2 separate regions of the Rattus norvegicus genome follow, and region 2 is linked to region 1. The links are chromatin contacts, called in public Hi-C maps. All regions are on one chromosome and are shown on one strand. Each heading gives the region's core, a stretch centred on a gene start, on an enhancer-like site or on the middle of the called end of the contact. The rest is flanking DNA. Distances are from core to core; before and after follow the strand shown.

What was found. A called contact is a pair of places that touch in the nucleus more often than the background predicts.
Region 2: a contact with region 1 is called in a Hi-C map of hepatocytes, with 2.8 times the contacts expected there. The contact joins two enhancer-like sites. A contact is called at or near these places in 3 of 12 Hi-C or Micro-C datasets (hepatocytes, kidney and liver).

What each region holds. Positions count from the first base shown.
Region 1 is chr13:70,302,652-70,307,161 of GRCr8, reverse strand. The region is part of intron 3 of Acbd6 (acyl-CoA binding domain containing 6); the gene reads right to left. Among named protein-coding and RNA genes, the nearest start is that of Acbd6, 28 kb to the right of the region's middle. Within about 2 kb of position 3,096, at least 6 of the 93 cell types and tissues checked have an H3K27ac peak or open chromatin away from gene starts, as enhancers often do. A contact at or near this core is called in hepatocytes, where this site is marked.
Region 2 is chr13:70,344,579-70,349,215 of GRCr8, reverse strand. It overlaps Acbd6 (acyl-CoA binding domain containing 6), which reads right to left. Exons shown (of 8, transcript NM_001011906.1): 6 at 2,912-3,001. Among named protein-coding and RNA genes, the nearest start is that of Acbd6, 70 kb to the right of the region's middle. Within about 2 kb of position 3,320, at least 1 of the 93 cell types and tissues checked has an H3K27ac peak or open chromatin away from gene starts, as enhancers often do. A contact at or near this core is called in hepatocytes, where this site is marked.

The DNA.
Region 1 (4,510 bases), core at 1,847-4,346:
AGAACTAAATTATAATTCATGTTACAAAACTCTAATATTACTCCTGATATTAAAATACTGAAAGTGATAAGTTTTTCAGGCAATCTCATAGCCCAACCGAAAAAATACTGTTCAAGAGAAATCTCTAAAGGTGCAGTATTTTGGCTTTATCCACCATATTATTTATTTTTAAATTTCATTTCTATTTTATATATATGAGTGAGTGTTGTGCTGCATGTATGTCTGTGTACCACCTGCATGCCTTGTGCAAAAGGAGGTCAGAAGAGGGTGCTAGGTCCCCTGAAACTGGAGTTACAGATGGTTGAGCTGCCCCGTGGAGCTGGGAACTGGGCAAGTGCTCTCCAGTTCCATTCTGTCGTTTTTAAACCATGGTCAGTAATTTAGTATTTCTGCACTTTTCCCATAAGTACAGCCTGTCACTAGTTCATCACTAGTCCTTTCCTCCAGTTACAGTCACACAGTCTTGATGCCCAGTAGTGGTCGCACACACCTCTCATCCCAGCCCTCAGGAGGCAGAAGCAGGTGAGTCTCTGAGTGTGAGGCCAGCTTGGACTACACCGAGAAGCCTTTGCCCAAAGGGGGATGGAGGGAATTTGAACAGCAGTTCATAGAGTGAAGTGGGCACTCAGCCTCAGCAGCTAAGGTGTTCAAGTAAGTGGGGACTCAACCTCCAACAACTAATGCTGCCCTAGAGACAGGGGCAGTGGGCAAAAGGAAGACTAGAGCTCTGAAACCCCTCTATCTTGAACACGGAAATCTGCTTGCTAGAAGTGCCCATTACCAGCTATGTTTAGTAAGTGTCCTCACATGCTCCATTCACTGGTTTAAACATCACACCAGAATAGTCTGGCAGCTTAGCTGCCAAATACAGGCACTGCCAAGTTCCTCAAGTGTCACAGAGAAAAAACTCAAAATCAATTTGTTATTTATCCCATTAATTCTTACAAAATAAACCCTTATTTGGAGCTCTATTATACTAAATGAGGGCTGTTGATAAAGGGAACAAGCATCACATAATCTACATGTATTTATAAAACACTACCAAATTTCACAAAGGGAAAAAAATCAAAACATTTAAAGCTAGAGTGGTCCTCCCTTCCCCCCAAGGTTGCTGGCCACCAGCCCATGAGGACAAAGGGAGCAGGGTCAACAGGGTTTCAGGGTATGTGAATGGCAGGAGTACAACAAAATAACAGACTTATCTCTGGGATCAGCTTCGGGGAGACAGATCACTTTATTCAGGGTGAATCAAGGGTCATATAGTTTTGGGGATGGGGTCAGGGATACCCAGGGCAAAGGTCATTGGCTGAAGGCTAAGGCACTGAGATACCCCATTAGCATGGGGAGGCACTGCAGGAATCTCAGGTCTGGATGACCAGGTTTCTTATTGGGGGAAAGGGAGTTGGAGCTGTAATTTCCCTAACGAGTACATGACATTCCTCAGGTAGTGGGTGTAGGGTCCCGGATCTCCCAGGTAGAGAAAGCCTTTGACAAAGGGAGTCTGGCATGAACTTAGGGATATCCGGTAATGTCAGATTCCGACTTTAGCAGTGGGGTTTCTAGAAAAAATGGTGTGTGTTTAGTTAAGACAAAAATTTAAAGATGAAGGTATGATTCAAAATACCAGAATTGTGTTTATTCTAATTACATTCAATTTCAAAGCAGTAAACACAGGAACATGAAACTGGAATATACAGTGTGTTTGAGTGGGATGTCTTGGAATTACTTATAATCACATAAAAACATTTGATAGGTATTTAAAATATTTGATAAGTAATCTGGCAGTTTGTTCAATAAGAGCTTAAAAGTGTGTCAACACCTGTAAGTACTCTTGACTTGTTAAAAAAAGAAATTAAGAACATATTACTAGAATATTAAAATGTTTAAAACTTTATTATGAAAACAATAATAAGTCTGCATAAAACTTACCTCCAATTAATAGTTTGTCAGGTCCAGCAAGGTTCCTCAGTAGTTGCTACCAAGCCTGAAAATTGAGTTCAACCCCCAAACCCCCACTGTGGAGTGAGAGAACACTCAGAAGCTGACCTCTGACCTCCACATGTGCATTTGTGAACATGAGCATGTGTACGCGCACACACGAAATGAATGGTAAGAAGCTGACACAAGTAAGAGCATGATTAGAGTCTCATTGACTGCATTATGTGCATTGAAACATAAAGATAACTCCTTACTGGCGCAGAGAGCTTTCTGCTCCTCAATGAGTCATTTGTTCCTTAGTGCTTGTAATCAAAATTATTTACGTTTTACTAGGAAAGAGCAAAAATTGGAACCCTCATATCAACAATAATTTAGAACACAAATCAGCATAAAGGAAGTAACAAGCCTCAAAGAATAGGAAAAACTTGCCATCTATTTTATAGGTATTCTTTACTCCTGACCCCATCTAATTACTTGTGGTCTTAAGCTACTCATTTATAAGTTGGCTAAAGTAACCAGTAAATACTCCTTTGGGGCGTATCATTTGTAATACTGATTTATTGAACGGCTGCCTCCCAGTACAGAGGTCTGACCCTGGGTTTATAATTAGGCTGCATAATGTGGAAGCAGAGTGATGGTTTACCTTCTTGCTTTATGAAATGGTATGAACATACGAAATGATGCAATTTAATTAAATAAAGAATGTGGGGTCCCTTTCTTTATGCAGTTGAAGACTATTTTTAGCAACATCATAACATATGCCCGAAAGCTTGGTAGCCATGCTTCCACAAACGACACTGGAAACAGATGCATAGCTCGTTGTGTGCATGCACTTGCCCATTTAGTAAATAACTCCACAGATGCTTGCTGCCTGCTCACTGGGAACATAGTCATAACCCGGGCAGATACGTTTTCTTGTGGAGCTTAAAGTCTAAAGGAGACGAGAGACATGTAAATAGTCAACTATAATGCAAGCAGAAAAAATATTATGCAAACGAAGAGAAATGCTACAGTTTTAAAACTAAATTTTGTCCTTTCCCTTCTAAATCCTATAAAGGACTATTCTCTCTCATAGTGTTTTCATCCTTAGCTATGAGTCACCTCTGCCCCAGTCTGCTCAGATCTGAGCAGAGCAAAGTCCGACCTAGTACTCCGGTGTCATGTTCACAGTGTTCTCAGTACCCATTGTGAGCAGTCGATAATTATTAACCACTAATGAAAAGTCACAAGTGACTAATAGAAAACATGAGCCTGTATTTCTTCCTAGACAAATAATGCATTACTTGATGAGTCTACGTCATCAATCAATAACCAAAACTATAAAATTTGGCCACTGACTGCTAGGAATTCATCTGAAGAAATAATTAGATAAGTGTGCAAAAATATAAGTGGAAAGATGTTTGCTGCAGCATATACAGTGGGAAAGAGCAAAGAGAGGGAAGGGAGAATGAGGAAGCAGCTGAATATACAGAGAACGCAGTCAGGGCTTGCCCAAACGACAGAACAGCATGCAAGCATCAGAAATCACATGTATGGAGAAAAATCAAATAAAATCCCAGCTCTGTGTGCATGTGAATTTGAAAAATTTCAAAATTGGAACATAAAAAGAACTCTTATTTTCACCAAACAGTCCTATTGCCTACTTTTCTTTAAAAAGTGTGTGATAGAGTGGGGGGAGGGGTGAGTTATGTCCCAGTGGTACAGTTTATGCTCAGGATGAGCAAGGCCTCAAGTTCAATTCCTGACACATATAAAAAGTAAAAATCAGACAAAAATAAAAACTATTTCCATTTTGTGAAAAAAAAATATTTTCACCCACCAAAGACAATGCAATCTGGCTATTTTACACACAGACATTTACACACAGACACAGAAACCACACACACACACACACACACACACACACACACACACACACACACTTTAAAAACTGGAAAACCATGTGCCTTAGCAGCCTGGCTCTCAGCCTTTCGCTAAGATCAAGTATAAGTACTCTAGTATGGTTTCTGTTTCTTAAACATTTGTTCTTCATTTTAAATAAGTATCACACTGTCTCTAGCAGTTAAATAAATCACTTTCCATTGTTTCATTGTGAAAAAATTAATCTACAACAAGTCTGTGGTAAAAGTAAAACAAAAGTTCCTTTCATCCTTCTCTCGGTTCCACATCATTCCTCTAATACCTGCCAGTGTGCATTTGTGAACACATTTCAAAGATTTAATTTCCAAGATGACAGCAGATTAAATATGCTGACTTCTGTCTCAACATTTCCATGCAGTCAACCTCCTGTACCACTTCTCACCGAGTATTCCTCTGAACAATATGCTGTTGTTTAACCATTCCCTGTTGACTGCTATAATGTTTTAGCAATGTATCCACATCTACATCCCTTCTGGAACCTGCAGACATTGTTATTTGGTTTCAGAAGTTAGCCATTAGCTTCTTCCCAGGATTCCCTAGGGAGCAGAACCTGAGGCAAAGCTTCCAAAATGAGTAATTCTTGGGATGTAAAATCCCAGTATATGAATGATGAGGAGGAAAGAAAATGAATCCTCAAAGAAGAGAGACAAAC
Region 2 (4,637 bases), core at 2,071-4,570, 42 kb before region 1:
AGGTAAGATGTAGAGAGCCAGCCAACCGTGAGTGGGGTCATCCCTGGGTAGGCGGCCCTGGGCTGTATAAGAAAGCTAGGTGAACGTGACCCAGTGAGCAGCATTCCTTCATGGTTCCTGTTCTAAGTTCTTGCTCGAGTTCCATTCCTGACCCCTCAGTGATGGATTGGGACTGGAAGTTCAAGCCAAAATAAACCCTTTCCTCCCTAAGCTGCTTTAAAGTGTTTTATGTCAAGACAAAAGTATCTATATCATGTGCTGTGGAGGGGTTTCAAGAACTGAAAAGATGAGTCTGCACAGACACACACACACACACACACACACACACACACACACACACACACACACAGCATTTACACCATTACCCTAACACTAAATATGACAATACCCCAACTTCCAGAGTGGAAGCAAAAGTCACAAGTAAGCAGGAAGAAACAAAATATCTGTTAACACACACCAATAGATGGAATCATAAAAGATCTTTCTTAGAAATAAATATTAGTTCCAACCTCACCAGTTCCACAGAATCCAACCAGTGCAGTTCAGTAAAGGAATTTATGAGACGGACAGAGTAAAATGACGGGAATACACGGAACAGACCTGACACAGCTCTAATCATTTCCCTCCAGGCTCTCAGGAAGGTTATTGTTCAGTTGATCACATCAGCCTGCCTGTGCTGGGTTAGTACCAAGATCTATGGCCAAGCAAACAGTCCTAATAAAATTGATTTTCTTTTTTTGGCAACCAATAAGCCAGTCACTAATAATATTGTTTAAGAAAGATTGAGTCATGAGGGAGGTGAATCTTTATGTCCATTTATTGTGCTTGAATTGTCTCTATTTGAAAAGTGCTGTTCCGTAAGGAAACCAAAAGAGAAACAACAGTGGGAAAGTCCTTCTGAGACCCAAGTGCAGAAGCCCTCTGACTTGGAGGCCTGTAACCAGCTCAAGCTGAGAGAGCCAAACCATTTCCAATATCGGCATAGAGAGATCAGATTATAACTGTCGAGAACAAAGTCAGAGCACCGTAAAATGGCTGCGTGAATGCAGAGAACCAGGAGAGCACTGTGTCAGGCAGCACGGTCCTAACCCATCCGTCCTAAAAACTTGCATGGAACCTTGGCTGCATTAAAGCTGGCGTCCACGATGCTCTAATGTCACACAAGGCAGAGACTGAGACTGTTAGACTGTTAGGCTCGTACTAACCCAACACAGAACTGGCAGAAACCTCAGACAAGGCCTAGTGTGGGGACACCCTCCTTTAAAGTACCCTTGACGAATTTACAGTCCTGTGTGGGCAAGTGTGCACGGGGGGGTGGGGGGGGTGGGGGGGTTCTCTCGTTGCTTTAACTTAGTGAAAGTAAAGTGAGGGTAAGAAGACAACTTCAAACATTTACAAAATGAGAAGCAGCACTGTAGAAAAATTTCTGAATGAACAGTGAAGTCTTATCCAATGTTCAAACGTTTGAAGCTATGCTTGTTAGGAACACAGCCTAAGAACATACGGAAGAACAGAGTATGGGACAGGAGAACAAGTCAGAGGTAGACTGAGATGAAGCCAGAGACTACGTTAAGGAAGCTGCTGCGAGTTGCAAGAAGCAAGCATGGTTATTCAGTAAACATCATTACAACGACTGGCTGGGCATCCGGACTGGTTATTCAGTAAACATCATTACAACGACTGGCTGGGCATCCGGACAAAGTAAAATCTCTATTAACATTTACAAAACATTGGGTAATTCTAGATGGCTCAAAGAAGTCATGAAAGGGAGAAAATTTCAGGAAAAAGCATGAGGAACAGTTTTAACATGTCACATATGTATTAAACTTTGTCTTAAGACGCATAAAATGTTTATAATCTCTTAAAATTACATAAAATATTTATATAATTCTTTTTTAAAATATTTTTACAATTTATTTGTTCTTTTATGCTATGAGTATACTGCAGCTGTCCTCAGACACACCAGAAGAGGGCATCAGATCTCTTTACAGATGGTTGTGAGCCACCATGTGGTTGCTGGGAATTGAACTCAGGACCTCTAGAAGAGCAGCCAGTGTTCTTAGCCACTGAGCCATCTCTCCAGCTCCTATATAATTCTTTTAAAGTTATCAATATAATAATAAATTAGGCAAAAGACATGAACAAATGGGTCACAAAAGTATAATATAATATAAATTTTAAAATATGCCAGAAGAGCTGGGTGGTGGTACACACTTTTAATCTCAGCACCAGGGAGGCGAAGGCCAACCTGATCCACAGAGCCAGTTCTGGAACAGCCAGGGCCACACAGCCCATCCCAGCCCCTCTACTGCCAAAACCCAAAAAGGCTCAGTACTGCTTAGTCGTTAGGAAAACGTAAATCGAAATCATGTCACCATTGTCATTTATGCTCATACACTAGCGATCTAGTCATAAAAATGAATGAGGTCCTGTGGTGTGCTCCACCACTTACACAGCTTGAGGGTAAGTATGAGAAAGAAAACAGGAAAGCACTTGCCTCATGATTCTGCGGAACTCTACAGCAGGGGCTCGAGTGACATATGCCTTAAGACATCTAATCACATACATTTTTCTTATGAGAATTTTACTTCAGGTGTGTGTGTGTGTGTGTGTGTGTGTGTGTGTGTGTGCGCGCGCACGCGCGTGCATATTAAAGCTCCTTTGTAGAGTTGCAGAGCTAGCTCAGTGGGTAAGAGTGTGGGCTGCTCTTCCAGAGGACCCAGATCAGATTCCCAAGACTCACAACCTTCAGTAATTCCTCTCAGAGGATCCAATACCCTCTTCTGGCCTCTGTCGCATTGTACACATATGATGCACAGACATACATAAAGGAACAACACCCATACACATAACAAATATGAATGAATCTTAACTAAAAAGAAAAGCAAGCTCCTTTTAAATGTACTCTTACCTGACAATTAATGCCGGCTTCACACTGTAGCAAGACTTTCACCAGCTCCTTATGTCCTCGATCGCATGCCCAGTGGAGCAGAGCTCTGCCCTGTGAGTAGCAAATGGCAAAGGAACTTGTTAAATATGTGTGGGCCATACAGAGCTCACAGGCTGAGGAAGATGGGAAAACTGCTGTTCTAAGAATGATTTAAGGTGCACTATGGGAAAGCAATAGACAAGCAATGGGAAGGCCTGAGTTCTACTTCTGATCTGATCGCACGCTGGCCCGTAACTGCTTTGGTTTAATCACTCTCCTTACCTGAATAACGGAAAATGGTAATACAAACAACAAGACCAGTATCTGAGTTGGGCTGCCGAAACGGCCTGGCCCACAAAGATGCCTGCTGCAGGCCTGATGACCTGAGCTCCACTTCCAGGAAGGGAACTGCCCGCTGCCAGCTGGCCTTTGGTCTTTGTGCAGGTACACATGTGTGCACATACTTGCACAAATAAACATATGAAATATAATCAAAATACTTGAGTGAATGACCTCACGGCCACGCCATGTCTTCAGCCACATGACGTACTACTACTATGGACTTCTAGCTAGCAAAGACTTACAGTACTATTAATGTGCTTTTTGACTGTCAGAAAATCTTGGTGTACCTAATAAGTGAAGCCTATTCTCCTGCCCCAGCAAACAACCCCTCCTAGGTTGCTGGTCTCCTCTGAACAAGGGGGTGAATGGTGTATGGCATAACTCTCCTTTGAGGGCAGCAGTGATATCTCATGGAGAATAAGATGCTTTTCCACACTGTAGAAAAGATCTAAATATACAGAAGTTGATGCAAGGGAGACCTTAAAACGCAGCCTCCAAGGTAACTTCTCTAAAGCTGCCTAGGCTGCTTTTTACCACTCAAGACTGTCTGGATGCATGTGTCAGCCTAACTAGTCAGGTAAATAGCCAGGACAACTTCCTCCCTGCAGATTCCCTTTTGTATTGGTCTAACTTGCTTGACTGATTTTATTGATCTGTGAGTTTCTACTTTCTAACACAAAATCCTAAAAAGGATCTGGCACACATAAAAATTGTAAAAGAGGGAAACAAGAGTTTGAAAGTGTGGATGGCAAACTGTAGGTGTGTTTTCTTACAGAAAGTGACAGCTACTGTCTTTGGTAACATAGGTAAAGGTGGTTTGTTAACGGCTTAGTAGCTTTAACCAGTCTTCGTCACTTCACATAAACAACAGAAATGAGCTCCGAGGGGTTAAGTTTGTCTAACTCCATCTTTCTGTTCCATGTTTTTAGTTATATTTAGAAGATATTGGTTAATTATAAATTTACTTGTTCCTGGACACTTGGCCATTCGTTAGTTTTTTGAGGATAAACAATATTTCCAGTTCTACAAACCTTGGTTAAGTCTTTTAAAAAGTCAAGCCATATTGTTGTTATTTGTGTATTCATATAGTAAATTTATTTCAAGGTTTGTGCCAGTGGATATTACTGGTGCTTTCTGAAGTTAAAGTTTAAGGACTTGTTCCTACTATGTTCATCTATAAGGGCACAGGGGAAATTACACATTTTTAATACTGTGAACGTTTGCACTGAATAACCTTTTCCCTCCTCCTGCAAGCAAAACTGGTGAACAGCGGATGAAGAAACGGAATTCAAAGCTCTAATGGACCTCTTTGAAGAGAAGTGGCTTATGTGGAGCTACATGGGCCTCTGATGGAAGAAAGCTAATC